Linked DNA regions of Mus musculus: all the other regions are linked to region 1. The links are chromatin contacts, called in public Hi-C and promoter capture Hi-C maps. All regions are on one chromosome and are shown on one strand. The core of a region is the stretch at or near the end of the contact, and the rest is flanking DNA. Distances in the headings are between cores, read along the strand shown.

Evidence for each region. Promoter capture Hi-C pulls out the DNA fragments that hold promoters and counts their contacts. A called contact is a pair of places that touch in the nucleus more often than the background predicts.
Region 2: a contact with region 1 is called in a promoter capture Hi-C map of neural stem cells. The contact joins two enhancer-like sites. A contact is called at or near these places in 2 of 39 promoter capture datasets (liver and neural stem cells), 4 of 484 Hi-C or Micro-C datasets (the 3T3-L1 cell line, cerebellar granule neurons, cerebellum and 1 more) and 2 of 9 other capture datasets (adipose tissue and embryonic stem cells).
Region 3: a contact with region 1 is called in a Hi-C map of cerebellum, with 4 times the contacts expected there. The contact joins two enhancer-like sites. A contact is called at or near these places in 5 of 39 promoter capture datasets (embryonic stem cells, hippocampal neurons, liver and 1 more), 8 of 484 Hi-C or Micro-C datasets (the 3T3-L1 cell line, cerebellar granule neurons, cerebellum and 4 more) and 2 of 9 other capture datasets (adipose tissue and embryonic stem cells).

The regions. Positions count from the first base shown.
Region 1 is chr4:82,702,137-82,706,333 of GRCm38.p6, reverse strand. No RefSeq gene overlaps it. Among named protein-coding and RNA genes, the nearest start is that of Gm11269, 12 kb to the right of the region's middle. Within about 2 kb of position 1,258, at least 43 of the 459 cell types and tissues checked have an H3K27ac peak or open chromatin away from gene starts, as enhancers often do. A contact at or near this core is called in cerebellar granule neurons, cerebellum and neural stem cells, where this site is marked.
Region 2 is chr4:82,913,826-82,917,989 of GRCm38.p6, reverse strand. Frem1 (Fras1 related extracellular matrix protein 1) reads left to right here. Exons shown (of 37, transcript NM_001198811.2): 30 at 1,210-1,359; 31 at 3,150-3,370; 32 at 3,976-4,023. Among named protein-coding and RNA genes, the nearest start is that of Gm33260, 7.8 kb to the left of the region's middle. RefSeq lists an enhancer at 1-2,617. Within about 2 kb of position 1,804, at least 52 of the 459 cell types and tissues checked have an H3K27ac peak or open chromatin away from gene starts, as enhancers often do. A contact at or near this core is called in cerebellum and neural stem cells, where this site is marked.
Region 3 is chr4:82,931,414-82,936,175 of GRCm38.p6, reverse strand. Frem1 (Fras1 related extracellular matrix protein 1) reads left to right here. Exons shown (of 37, transcript NM_001198811.2): 26 at 3-204; 27 at 1,171-1,315. It overlaps Gm33260 (a long non-coding RNA gene), which reads right to left. Exons shown (of 3, transcript XR_390683.3): 2 at 4,090-4,192. Among named protein-coding and RNA genes, the nearest start is that of Gm33260, 10 kb to the right of the region's middle. Within about 2 kb of position 1,690, at least 58 of the 459 cell types and tissues checked have an H3K27ac peak or open chromatin away from gene starts, as enhancers often do. A contact at or near this core is called in cerebellar granule neurons and cerebellum, where this site is marked.

The DNA.
Region 1 (4,197 bases), core at 9-2,508:
CTGATTTATCTTTGGAAACTGCCTGGCTCTTCTTGAACAGTGATTTCAAAGAGTTAAACTGTTTCCATATGTCCAGTATGAGAATGGAGTTTGTAGCCTTTGGCAACCTCAGCTGAATCCAGCTGCAGCTGCTACCTGTGTGTTCCACTCTGTGTGTGTGTGTGTGTGTGTGTGTGTGTGTGTGTGTGTGTGTGTTCTCACATGCACTCCTGCATGCTTCATGCTTGTGTGCAGTGACATATGAACCGTGTTCCGACTATGTCAATGAAACTGTTATGTCTTTGTTGGGGGAGATATTAATTCTGAGCAATTACAGCTCCCTTTCCCTTCTCCCCTCCCTCCTACCCCTCCCCTCTCTTCATCTGCTCAGCAAGGACCATGGACCATGTCAAACAATATACAACAGAGAAGAATGCAAATAAACTTTAGTCTGCATCGCCCAGCAAGGCAGTTAGCCGCCCACTTGCAAGCTACTTCACTCTTGTACACATGATACACAAAGAACGCTAGCTACTTTCACCAATCCCTTTAGACCAGGAAAAAAAAAAAAAGAGGCAAAAGAACTGATCCTTGTCCTTCTATCTGTGAGGTTGCAGTTCCTCCTGCTAATGAAGGAGCTTTTCCCATGATGCAGTGTGATAAGGATTGGCCTACATGTAGTCCAGCAAGCCACCGCTGATGTTTCCTCGACTAGGTCTCTTATCTCCCATTGAGCTGCCTCTGATGAAGGTCGCTGACAGCAGGATGGCTGGGAAAACGTCGGACAGCTCCATCAAATGGCAGCTTTGCTATGACATGTCAGCCAGGACCTGGTGGATGGTAAGTTTGGCATGATAACCCCTTTTCCATCCTCCCTCCAAATGCCCCCCTCCCTTCTTCCCTCTGAGCGCCTCCTTTGTTGTTCTGTGCACGTGTTGTAAAAGTTTGCTGCCTGCCGGCTGCAAGTTCAAGCTCTAGTTGTGGGAACCTGGAGCGCTCTGCACACCAGTGAGCTAGATAGGACTTCCCACTATTGTGGCCAGGGGCATAGGCCTTCTCTCTGAAAAGGCAGGGTGAGTTTTTGTTCACTTCTAGGAGAGAAAAAAGGAAAACAGAATAAATAAAGAAAAAATGCAAATATCCTGGTGGACCACAGACAGGCTGGCTGCTGTGAACTTCGTGGAGACCCGGGGCGGGCGGTCGGGCTGTAGGGGACTGGAGCCGTCCTGCCTAATTGTTCCTGCACTGGTCTTAGAACACAGCAATGTACTTCTTTCTTCGGTGTCTCGAATAATGATTTAGACGGTGTATTGTGGCACGTTGTGTGCAGCTCCCTCATCAGTATGCGACTGTCCCCCATGCTTTGCCTTAATTTGGAATCCACCTCCCTTTCAGTGAATACTGTAACCGGAGCGACCACTGATTACTATGCCACTCAGCGTAATTAAATTTAGTTAATGAGGATATGCATATTCAGTTCATTATTTTTCTTTGCTCAGGCAAATGTGTGTGGGTTTGTTGTTACTGTCTCCCCCCCCCACTTTCATATTTGTCCAGCTGCAAATGTGGGGAGGAGAGAAAAGAAGCACGGAGCACGGGTGAACCCCGAAATCAACTTTAAAAGTAGTATCAGGAGCAGACAAGTTTTAGCTTTCTTCCATCAGGAGTTTGGGGGAAGAAAACCTCTTCCCATTATAGAGCGGCTACGTGATAACTTTCAATATGCTGGGTCCCGTGTGTGGACAATGGTCTCTTGTATGCTGTCGCCGTGACACGAATGGGGAAATCTTCCCTAGCCAGCTTTTCATGCGACTATCAACTTTGTCATTGACTAATTTATCTGGGCAATTTTTTTTCTTTTGTCACTTTTTTCTTTTGCTCTCCATCAATTCTGACCCTTGCGTTTGTGCCTAGATAGCGGTGGCTCAACTGCTTCCACAGCTGTTGTGCTTACAACGCAGCCCATTTTCACAATAAGTACATCGGGAGACTGTGGGCATTTTCTCCTAGGTGGGGAGGGATATGGCTGCCCTGGCGGTCAGTCCATCTGCAGTCCTCGGACAGAAGGCAGCTCCTTCCGAGGAGCCCTGGCTTCTGGCATTGCTGGGCAAGAGGGGTTCTTATTAATGTGTTAAAGTTTCTAGAAGGTGGGTACAGTGCCTGTGGGCTCCCGAGGGTCCCCACCTCACTGCCTGCTGTCTTCCTTCTCTGCACACTTTCTTCTTAGTGTGAGATGTGGGAGCCCCAGAATTCCACTGCTACTTGAACTCCCCGCTGCTACTTGTTGCTGTTTTGAGTTCTCTGTGTCAAAGGAAAAGTCTGATCTCTGTCTCTATATGCCCCTTCCCCCTCCCTCTCACCCCTTTTATTCTCATTAGAGTATGTTGTGCATCTGATCTAACTCCTTTCCAGTGTTGCAAAAAGCTTGTGTAAAAGACTTGTTACACATGCCCACACTAAGGCTTTGAAGTGACATTTATCAGTGACCCTGCCTCCTGAAACTCATATTAACATAGTCTAAGAACTGGGCATTAAAATTAATATTTTCACTAAGCAAGGCATTTACTGTTGGGGGAAAAAGTTAAAGTTTGTGCTAAGAAATTTTACTTGAAAACCTATTGGTGTGAGCACAGCAAGCTGGTCGCTGATGTGCCCTTAAATGCCGTCATCTTGCTCCACAGACTCAGTGTCCCATGAGAAGTACGTTATAAATACTTGATTTAAAGAGTGGACAGATGGTTGTTTATTTACTTTTTAGTTATGTTATTGTGTTGTCTAAGAAGATGCAGATGATGGACAAGGACGTGTTTAAAGATAAAATAGCAAGTTGAAAATATTTGCACAAGTCATTTTTATATTTAGACTTAATTATGTCACATGTATGGTGTGTTCTTAGGATGATTCGGTTTTATGGACTCTTGTCAATTTGGGACCGAAGTGTTTAAGAGATTACTATTTAATATGTCATCAGAAACTTGGGGTGACAGGTGCTTTGCCGGACACCTGATTAATCAAGCTATGTTATTGCTTATCTTTAGTAAAGCCCTTGAAGAAACAGGAAGCACACCAGGGCCAGCCGAGTGTCAGTGCCCTGTTTTTGTAAGGTTTAAGAAATATTTTTAATGGTTCTTTAAAGTTCTTAAAATCTCTTTTACCATGACTCTCCTCTTACCATGAAACCGAATCATTTCGTTGTTATAATTACTTCAGGGTTTTGTATAAGAAAGGATATTGTATCCTTGTTCGGCTTAATCAAATGAAATTTTAGTAACCAAAGCCTAAATTCCAGAGCTGCAGTGTCAACGTAGCCCGCCAGTTGCTTCCTGACTCATTGTCTGCTCCACTTAGGTTCTCTTTTTGTGTGACAATGATCATAAATTCTACTTGACAGGGGGGAAAGCCCAACAAGATGTGGTTGTCCAATTCTACATCTGTTTTCTTCCTAGATAGGCATGTTTTGGTAAAACAGAGGGAGAAAAAAACCATCTTATTGAGACAGCTCAATAAACAAGTATAGGGAGAGTAAACTCTCGTGAGTGTGAGTGGTGTGTGTGTGTGTTAGCTGTCATCTACAAGTGTGCACTTCTTACACGATGAATCCTGTATGGATTACTTTTATGGGGGGTGAGTAGCGTGTGTTAGCTATCATGTGTGGAGTTTTAAAATCTTGTATGCTTTACTCTTGTGAATGCATATGACTGAGTTAGCTATCATGTGCATGAGTGAGGCTTTCAAACACTCAGCCATATATGAGTTATTTAGTGTATTTTGTGTGTATTAAACGTATGTACATAGTACACTTTTTAAAACAATAAACTTCATGGTTTCGTTCTTTAGATGGTTTGCTATGTGATCGCTTTCCAAGGGAGTAAGCCGGAGAGCAGGCTCAATGACAGTTGCCTGGCTATATTTAGAGTTCTGGTGATGACCTTTTCCATTATTTGAAATTACCACTCAGACTGTTTTCAAGATATACCTCCTAAATAACAGTATTTTACCACTGGTTATTAAAGGTTCTGTTATGTTTCCTCTTAAACCACTGATAAATAAAACTTACAAGAGCGATTTCCAGAACTCCTATTGTTTTTTGTGTTTTTATTTAAAGCTCTCTGAGAGAGAGATTTCTTAAAACTTCTTTGATAGCTGTTTGGACTTTCAAGGAGGCAGCTCTGCACCAGACATAATTTTCTTCCCTCTAAATTTCCTAAGTCTAATCCT
Region 2 (4,164 bases), core at 555-3,054, 210 kb before region 1:
CCAGTTCAGAAGTGAACAATTTATCCTTTCTAATGAATGCTGCAGGGATCCATGATATGCTGAATGGGCCATAAGAACTCTATGAGACATACTTTTGAGAAGGTGGCTGTCATGTAGGTGACAGAGTAACAGACATATCAGCATGCAAGCAAAAAAGTCAGTTTTCAGAAGAGAAGGCTGGGAAAGAGTGTTTAGCCACTGTATAGAGAAAGACTTATGGATATGGAAGCACCCATAGGCAGGGGAGGCAGGACAGACTTCCAAGCTTTGCTCTAGAGCCTAAACTGTAAACTTACTGTCCTTTGTCCCTGTCTCTGCCTCTTATGCCACCAAGCAGCCTTCAGCTTGCTTACCTCTGCCTTCACCTTCCCTTCTAAGTAAGTCAGGAAGATGTTTCACAGTTCCCATCATGCACACTGCTGGAGATTGAGACTGTTTCAGAAGTGTCTTCTAGCCTGAGTACTTTGTGTCTCCGATTTGAATTTGCCTTCCATCCTGATGGGACAGATTGGCTGGGATATCTTAGCGAATGAAGAGTTATGTTAAGTTCAGAAGGTTATGTGGAATAAACTTGTTTGTACTCCATGTTAGACACAAAGAGGGGACATGGAGGCTGGACCAGTCTATGGGTACAATCCTCAGCCCATACATTCTCTCTAGGAGAGTATGCAACTATTGAACATTGCATCAATCAGAAAAATCATCCATGGGCTAGAAGATCTGGGGGTGGGGGTGATAGCAGCCGATGCAGGCAGCAGTTGGAGTACATGAATCACGTCAAGGATTCTGTGAGGTGCCTGAAGTACCATCCAAAAATCACTTCTGTCTGCTGCACCCTCTTAAGATTTTTGCAACTATTAAGATTTTCAAATCGTAGTAACTATTTATTCTAAGGCACAGAGGGGGTGGGGTTGGAAGAAAAATTATGTCTGGGATTTTGTCTACTAACCTTTTATCCTCCCCCTGTGTAATGCTGCTTACTTTTTGTTACAGTGTTTGCATTGAAGGCCGGTCATCATTGTCCAGGAACAAATGCACTCTTTTTATATTATTTGGGAGAACAGCAGGGCCTCAGTGAGTTGGTGGCAGTACAATAGCTCACTCGGGCTACTGCAGTCTAGCGGTAGACATGTTAATTAATATATTTCTCTGACACCTAGGTGATTGAAATAGCAATTAAAGAGTAATTAAAATGTTTACTTCTTGTAGGAATGTCAACTAAGATGTGGAATATAGCAATTACCTATGACGGATTAGAGGAAGATGATGAGGTCTTTGAAGTAATTCTGAACTCCCCTGTGAATGCGGTTCTTGGCACGCAGACAAAAGCGGCGGTGAAAATTTTGGACTCAAAAGGAGGTATTCTTTTGATCCTCGTCTTGAAATCAGGAGCAGTCCTGGCGCCATGGCTGCTGGCTTGCAGCAGCCAACATGCTTGATAACGCCTTCAAATCAAAATGCGTAATTTCTTGTCAAGAAAGCCGCCTGCACCATGACTCCCGGGTTCTTTATTCTGGTGTGTGCTTCATGTGGTTTTTCCTCCTGCTAAGAGCAATGGCTGCAGCGAAGCAACAAGTCAGAGCCCTGGTTGCTTTTTTCTAACCATTTGTTGTTCTCACCAAGGGGGAAACAATGTTGGTGAGAATCTATGGACAATTATTTCCCCCCTGAGTTTGCAGGGCTGTAATTATCTTTCCTCTGTTAAGGAGAGCTCTCAGTGCCCAAAACAGGAGCCCCCACTGTAGTGTGACCAGGAAAATTCTAAGAAGGGAAGGAATTGGAGGAAAACAGACGTGAAGATGCAGCTGGCTGGGGATTCAGGGGGCAGCTGGAGAATACTAATGAATGACTTGGTGAGGCAGAGCCAAACGGTTCTGGGAAGAGCCTGCTAGAGAGCAACCTACAAATAAAACGAAAAGCAAAGCCCTTGGCGCTCTGAGGGTTTGTTCTGCCAAAGTCCTTCTGCTTCCAGTTCCTTATCTATGTGACACTTTATGTGTCCAGCGTGACACTCGATTTCAAGCCTTTTTTAAATGCTTGTCATGCCCCGTGATCTGCAGTTTTCTTCCTTACCTATAATCTGGTGTCCCCTTGCTTACCTTATAATAAAAGTGGGTGTTGTCTCCTTTGCTCTGTACACCCACATTTCCATGACATCTCTCATCCCCCTTTTCTCCACACCACGTGTACTTCTTGGCCAGCAGGAATTTCCACTCACATTGAGTGTGGGAAATATACACAAACAAAAATGCTCTGGACTTGGAACGTAGCTCAGTGGCAGAGTGCTTGCTTAGCCTGCAAAAGGCTCCGTGGTTGAATCTCCGTGCTGCTAAAAATAAAATAAATATTCAGCCAGGTTCTTTCGGCAGGTCGTTTTGTTTTCTTGTTAATTGAGGTTTTGTAATTGTTCTTTAATCTTTAATTCCTTTTTACTTATGGTTTGGTGGGGAGGTCAGAGGACAACCTGTGGGGATCTGTTCTCTCCTCTTATGTGTGTTCCCAGGATCAAACTCTGGTAGCCAGGGTTAGTGGTCAACATCCCCACCTGCTGAGCCACTTCACTGGCTAGTTTGTTTGTATTTGGTGGGCTGTTTTCTGCACCTTCCCAGAAATATTCATTGTTGAAGTTTCTAGTAGAGACTCTCTTAAGATTCACTAGGGTTTTGTCCCTTTAGAGTTGATTGCAAATATTTTACAGCTGCTGCTTGTTCACCGCTCCCTTTAAACAATCCTAGTTTGTACCTCTAAAAGACTGGAGGAAAACTCGATTCCTTTCCCAGTGTTGGGAGGGGGTGGCACTTGATCGGTGAATAAACCTTCCATGTTGGGGAGGATCACAGGAGGGAAGTGAGCCGGTTTCCTAAGCGTCTGGAATGATTATCAAGCCATGACAATGATTTTCATCTATGATTTGTGGGATGGATTTCATGAGTTTATAATCACCCCATCCATGTGCAGAAGGGATACCGCTTTCCCAGGTGGAAACTGATGACGAGAGAGGGAGTTTCTGGCAAATGGGAAAAAGGCAACATCTGGTGGGAAATTCATCCGTCTAGGTTTAATGACAAGCTGTTCCAGGAACTGTGTCAACGCCATTGCTTATGTGTTTGTGTAGTGTACTGATTGCCTGCCATCTTGCATGCCTCCAGGACGGTGCCATCCTTCAAATTCCTTCAACCAAAGCAAGCACAGCACGTGGGGGAAGGGCCCTTGGCATCCGCTGCCCTCAGGCTCATCCTCGCTCACCACTTCAGGTTCTCCTCTTCTGGAAAGGCCTCCTCCATCTTTCACCAGTGGAGATGCTCTTCAGGGTTTTGGTCTCACCGACCTCACTCAAAGGAAGACAATGACCCAGGGGAATGGCAAATCAGTAAGGATGAAGACTGGGAGTGGGTGTGTGGGGATGTGTGATAAGTGGCTGATACAGTGCAGAACGGTTTGGATTCTCATAGTGAGTGCTTTGTGGAGTCATGCAGTGCCTTTTATGTGCAAATATCATTATGCTGACCCACTCCACTAACTGTGCCAACTGAAGCGGTAGGCACATTCATTCAGCCGTGTGAATCCTGCTTTGGTTCCTTTTTATGATCAAGATAGATAGGGAACAATCAGTGGTCCTAGAACAGAAGCACGGTTAAGTGACCCCCTTGGGTGTGGAAGCTATGATGCCCACCAGGCACACTCTCACATGTGTGTGCATGCACGTGTGTACCTGTGTGCTTTCCTGAATCTCTCTGTGCTACAGATGCACTGAAAACGAAAGCCACCTCTCTGTCCTGCTTGTCAGGAATCAGCATGATCATGAGCTGTGGTTAGACATGATGGTTTACAAAATTCTATTGAACCTGGCATGAAAAAAAAAAGTCTCGGGAAATATTCTTTTTAAGTTTTCAGTTATTTCAGAACCTTACTAAAATATACTGCTACTTGCTTTTAAAGTCGGTTTTGCGCACATACGTCTTTTGTTGCTTTCAGGTTCTCCCATCCTCTGTTTGTAGAAATGGGACAGACACCATCTACAATGTAAGCACAAAGAATTGCCAAATGTCTTAAGTTCATAGATGTCTTCATAGAAGTGATACTATTATATTTTTCTCTTTCTCTATTTTCCCGAAGTTTTTTTTTCTGAAAAAGTTTTTTTTTTTAAAGAAGATTGGGTGATTG
Region 3 (4,762 bases), core at 441-2,940, 230 kb before region 1:
AGGTGGATCAGCTGGACAAGGCAGCGCCCCGTATCACACACTTGCACTCCCCTACTCAAGTGGGGCTCTTGAAAAATGGCTGCTATGGGATTTACATCACTTCCCGTGTGCTGAAGGCATCAGACCCTGACACAGAGGATGACCAGATCATCTTTAAGATTTTACGAGGCCCATTGTACGGACGTCTGGAGAACACAACAACAGGTACTTTCCATCTTTTTTGGGGGGGCGGGTGTACTTTCCATCTCAGTCCTTGTAAGTCCTCATTTTAAACTACTAGTTGCTGGCAGAGCTAAAGAGGAACTCAGGTAAGTGTAGGTAGGCCCGTTTGGTGAGTGCTCCCTAGGGCTTGCTGATAGACTCAGTTTATAAATCAATGTTGTTGCTAATAGGGGTTTGAAGCTGAATCTTCTAAATTCATCTTCATAAGGAGAAACAGCTCCTGACACACAGTAGCTGAACTCTTCACTGACTTGTTATTTTGTTTTATTTTCATGTTGTGTTTTATTCAGAACACAGTGCCAGGGTGAGATTGATATTTGAGATTAATTTCTTTCTCCTAGTATGAATCCCCAATTATATCATCTGCTTTTTTAAAAATATGGTTTTTCCCCTAATAGCTTTGCTAAATTTTATATTAGCTCTGCTTCAGGAAGGCAATGATCACAACAACTCATTAAACAGGATGGCAGAGGCGACAGGTTTTATTAACTCCCCATTCCCTTTCTCTTTAGTTTAGGATTATAAGGCAAGTATCTCCAAAGCAAAGCAAACTTAAAGAGGAATTTGAGTCAATCTTATTTGTATCTGAGCATGGGTGCAACAATGCTAATTTTCTTTAAATGGACTTTGGCTTTTTTTTCTCTCTCTTTAAAACAAGGTCTCAGGTAGCGGCTGGCCTCAAATTTGATATGTAGTAGAACACAGCCTTTAACTTTGGATCATCCTTTCTCTTTATTTCAAGTGTTAGCGTTCCAGGTGTATGCCTCCATACAGGGTTTTGGGTGTGTTCTATGCATGCTAGGCAAGTACTACCGCCTGAATAGAACCCCCAGCCCGGCACTCTATTCCTTAAATCTGTTTGAAACAAAACAGCTGTGTGGTTTTTTAATTCTCAAGTGATGTTTGATTTGATTATCCATGAGAGATCCATCTATTTCTTGCTTGTAGGTGAATTCATCCACGAGCGATTTAGCCAGAAGGACTTAAGCCATAAGACCATCCTTTACATCATAAACCCTTCTTTGCAAGTGACTTCCGATATCCTGGAATTTCAGGCCATGGACCCCACAGGGAACACTGCCACTCCCCAGAGGTAACTTTCCATTATTCACTGGCTCTGCATGTCACGTTTATCCGATTAAGAACGTGAAATAATCTTTTCCATACCAGGTCTTTCACTGTTTATAGGGTAAATGTTTACAGGGTAAACCTTTACAATTAATAGGGTAAATTGATGGACTATTTCATAGGCTCATGCAATTTATTTTGGAGAGGGGATTTCTGTTGTATCATTTCTAGATGATGGAGAAACCAGTAGTTCCCAGATTATAAAGGCACTAAAAGGCTCAGCAAACAGCACCCTTTTTATCACGGTTGTAAATGCATCGCCTTTCACACCCTGGGAAGTGACTGTTGGAGGCCTTTCAGGACTGAGCTCAAAGCCTGTGTGTGTTCGTATTGCAGCCAGAGGTCACTCTAGGACTGTGTTAGTCACGACTGGCTTCTGAGCCATGGTGGGTGGGGACGGAGGTGGGGGTGGGATGAAGTAGAAAGAAGCAGCCAAATATATTCTTTCTTACAAAAAAGAAAGAAAGAAAACACTTGCCTCTGTAAGTTAACAAGCCTTATAGGCAAGAAGAAGATAGTATAAACAAAAATAGAGTAGAGGGGATATTAAGTGATATTTATAAACACAAATATATATGATGTAGGATAGTGGCCATAACAAGAACAAATCTGTGATATTAACAAGATTAACAGAGCAGGATAATTTCAGTGACTGTGCCTCCTTCCCAGATGCTTCTGGATATAGACCTTGAATAATTTACTGGCTGACAGATGGTCACAATGAGGTCCATCCGTCCATTTCTCCTGCTGCATTCGTTTTCGTTATTTACTGCCTTTCCCAGACGCCTCAGAGAACATTTAATTCGTTCTAAATTTTGTGTTCACCATATCCAAGACATAAATAATAGCATAAACGAGCACAGCCCTACTATGCTCCCTCTATGTCGAATTGTGAACGGGAAGAGAAACTGAGAAAATGTTCTCAGGGCTGGATTTTCCGTGTCCTCATTCTGTAGTGTAGTTTCACCACTCGCCACCAGAGAGTGCTACAGCCATTGCTAGCAAACCCAGACATCCTGTCTCAGAAATGCGTTCTGATGCGGCTTCTTTTGCCTGTTCAAGTGCAGTCCCTCAGCCTGGTTTATTAAATAACCCCACAGACGATGTTGGTCCCGTGGTTACCATATGCCAGGCGCACAGCACTGGGTGTTAGGGATCAGGTACGAACAAGGAAGACCAGGTATCTGGACTTAAAATCCTGAAGCTATAAACACCCATTAAACTGCCTCTGCCTAAGGGAACTGATTCCTGGAGATCACGGGCTAAAGATTAGATAGCGATAACTTACCTTAAGAGAAAAGAAGAAGAAGGAGAAGGAGAAGAAGAAGAAGAAGAGAAGAAGAAGAAGAAGAAGAAGAAGAAGAAGAAGAAGAAGAAGAAGAAGAAGAAGAAGGAAGAAGGAAGAAGGAAGAAGGAAGAAGGAAGAAGGAAGAAGGAAGAGGAAGAGGAAGAAGAAGAAGAAGAAGAAGGAAAGAAAGGAAGAAAAGAAAAGAAAAGAAAAGACGTTATTTTCAAGAAAAATAGTTGACTACATTCTAAAACTGTTAACAAATTGACTTCACTCAGCCTTATAGTCGTTTAAAAATGGTTCTACTGAAATGCAGTGTTGCTCAGTTCTGCCCCTGAGTGAGTACAAACCTTTGGCCCTCCGCAAGCCAGCCAGCATGGTGTGAGTGACAGAATTTACCCCCAGCAATGATACTAGCTTTCGCCACACTTGAACCCTTTACAAGCCTTGTTGTTAGTCACAGTCGAGTCATTATCACGTGGTTAACAGCGCTATGGCTTCTGAGGAGACTGGTTGAGATTGGCATAGGCATCCTTGTACAGAGATCTCTTTCCATAGGCTCATGCTGGAGATGACGCTATCATCTGGAGATGGCTCAAACCCGTGAAGAAAGATGCCCGCGGACAGATAATTCAAAAATAACTCAGATTTGGGCCCAGCATCCTGTCTGTTACTTCCTTTTGAGGGGGCTCATGGAAGTAAACATTGCTCTGCGTTGTCTCGGTATTTGAGCGGAATAGTTGTGCCCAAGCAGACACGGATTTTGGTTTGGTTTTCTTTCCTGAAACTAAACACACATTTTTCTGATAACAAACAGGGTGCGGGTTTAGCCCGGAACACCTGAGTTTACTTCCCTATCCAACTCTTTTTTATTTTTTTTTAATTTAAATTTTTTTTTCCCAGAGTTGAGGATTGAACCCAGAGCCTTGCGCTTGCTAGGCAAATGCTTTATCACTGAGCTAAATCCCCAACATACACCCCCTGCCCCCGTATCCAACTCTTAAGAGCTGTCTTCTGAACACACACACGCACACGCACACTAAGGGGACAAGAGAGGGAGGCTTTAAAACAAATAAACAAACAAAATTCTAAATAGTGTTTTGTCGTCACAAAACAACCAGTCAGAGCCTACTTACACACACAATATGAACCATAGGCATTTAGAATTTCATGATTTTTAGCTCTACTTAATGTTATTTATTCACTAAAACCGTCATAATTTAGAACTTGCAGGCAAGGAAACAGAGGCACAGAGCTGGAGGAGGCTTACACACGCGTGCAGCTGGTTAGTATGGTAGCTGGGACTCGGCCCTTATTAGCCCATGTGGCCTGCCACCCTGCTCTGCCCCCTTCATCCTTCCTTAATGCTAGCTAAGCCTTTCTTTCCCAGTAGGTATTGGCCACCCAAGCTACAAGAGACATATTTTCCCATGAAGAACTTTAAGGCTTACCCGTTTTTGTGTGTGTGTGGAATCGTGAAAAGCAACTGTCAACGTTCGTGTGGTCTCCATATCTCCTTCCCGGGGGATATAGTGGGGATAATTATCCTTGGATCTGGAGTTGAACAGGCCTGCACTTAGTGATTGCTCACAACAGCTTTCTCATATGTACAATAGGGAACTATTATAGTTACTTTAGATAAATACATGAGGTCCCACAAATGGAAGCATCTTGGGGTCCTTACTACTAGTAGTAATTCCCCTGAGTATCTATGTTAATTCAATTGACCGTTTGAAGAAGTATCCTGAACCATTTGGTAGATGAAAGCCTATCTGTAATTAGATATTGATTTTAGGGTTATTCACAAAGCAAACAATCCATGTGGTTATTCGCAGTAAGCTAAACAGTGTGCTTTCTTTTTGTGCTTTCTGTGCATTCTTAGTTCTGAGGGATTGATAGATGCTCTATTTCATCAAACATAGGAAAGTTTGGTCTGGGTGAGATTAATCAAGTTAGCAGCAGCTAGCTAGTTGGTGAGTGTGTTTAAGTATATCATATCTAGAGGGCTTTGAACCTATTGAATTGTGAGCTAAATAAACATCTTTCTAAAGGTTAAAAAAAAAGTATATCATATCAAAATCCATCAAGCTGATCTTGTTATTGAGACTCTGTGAAAGGGCTCAT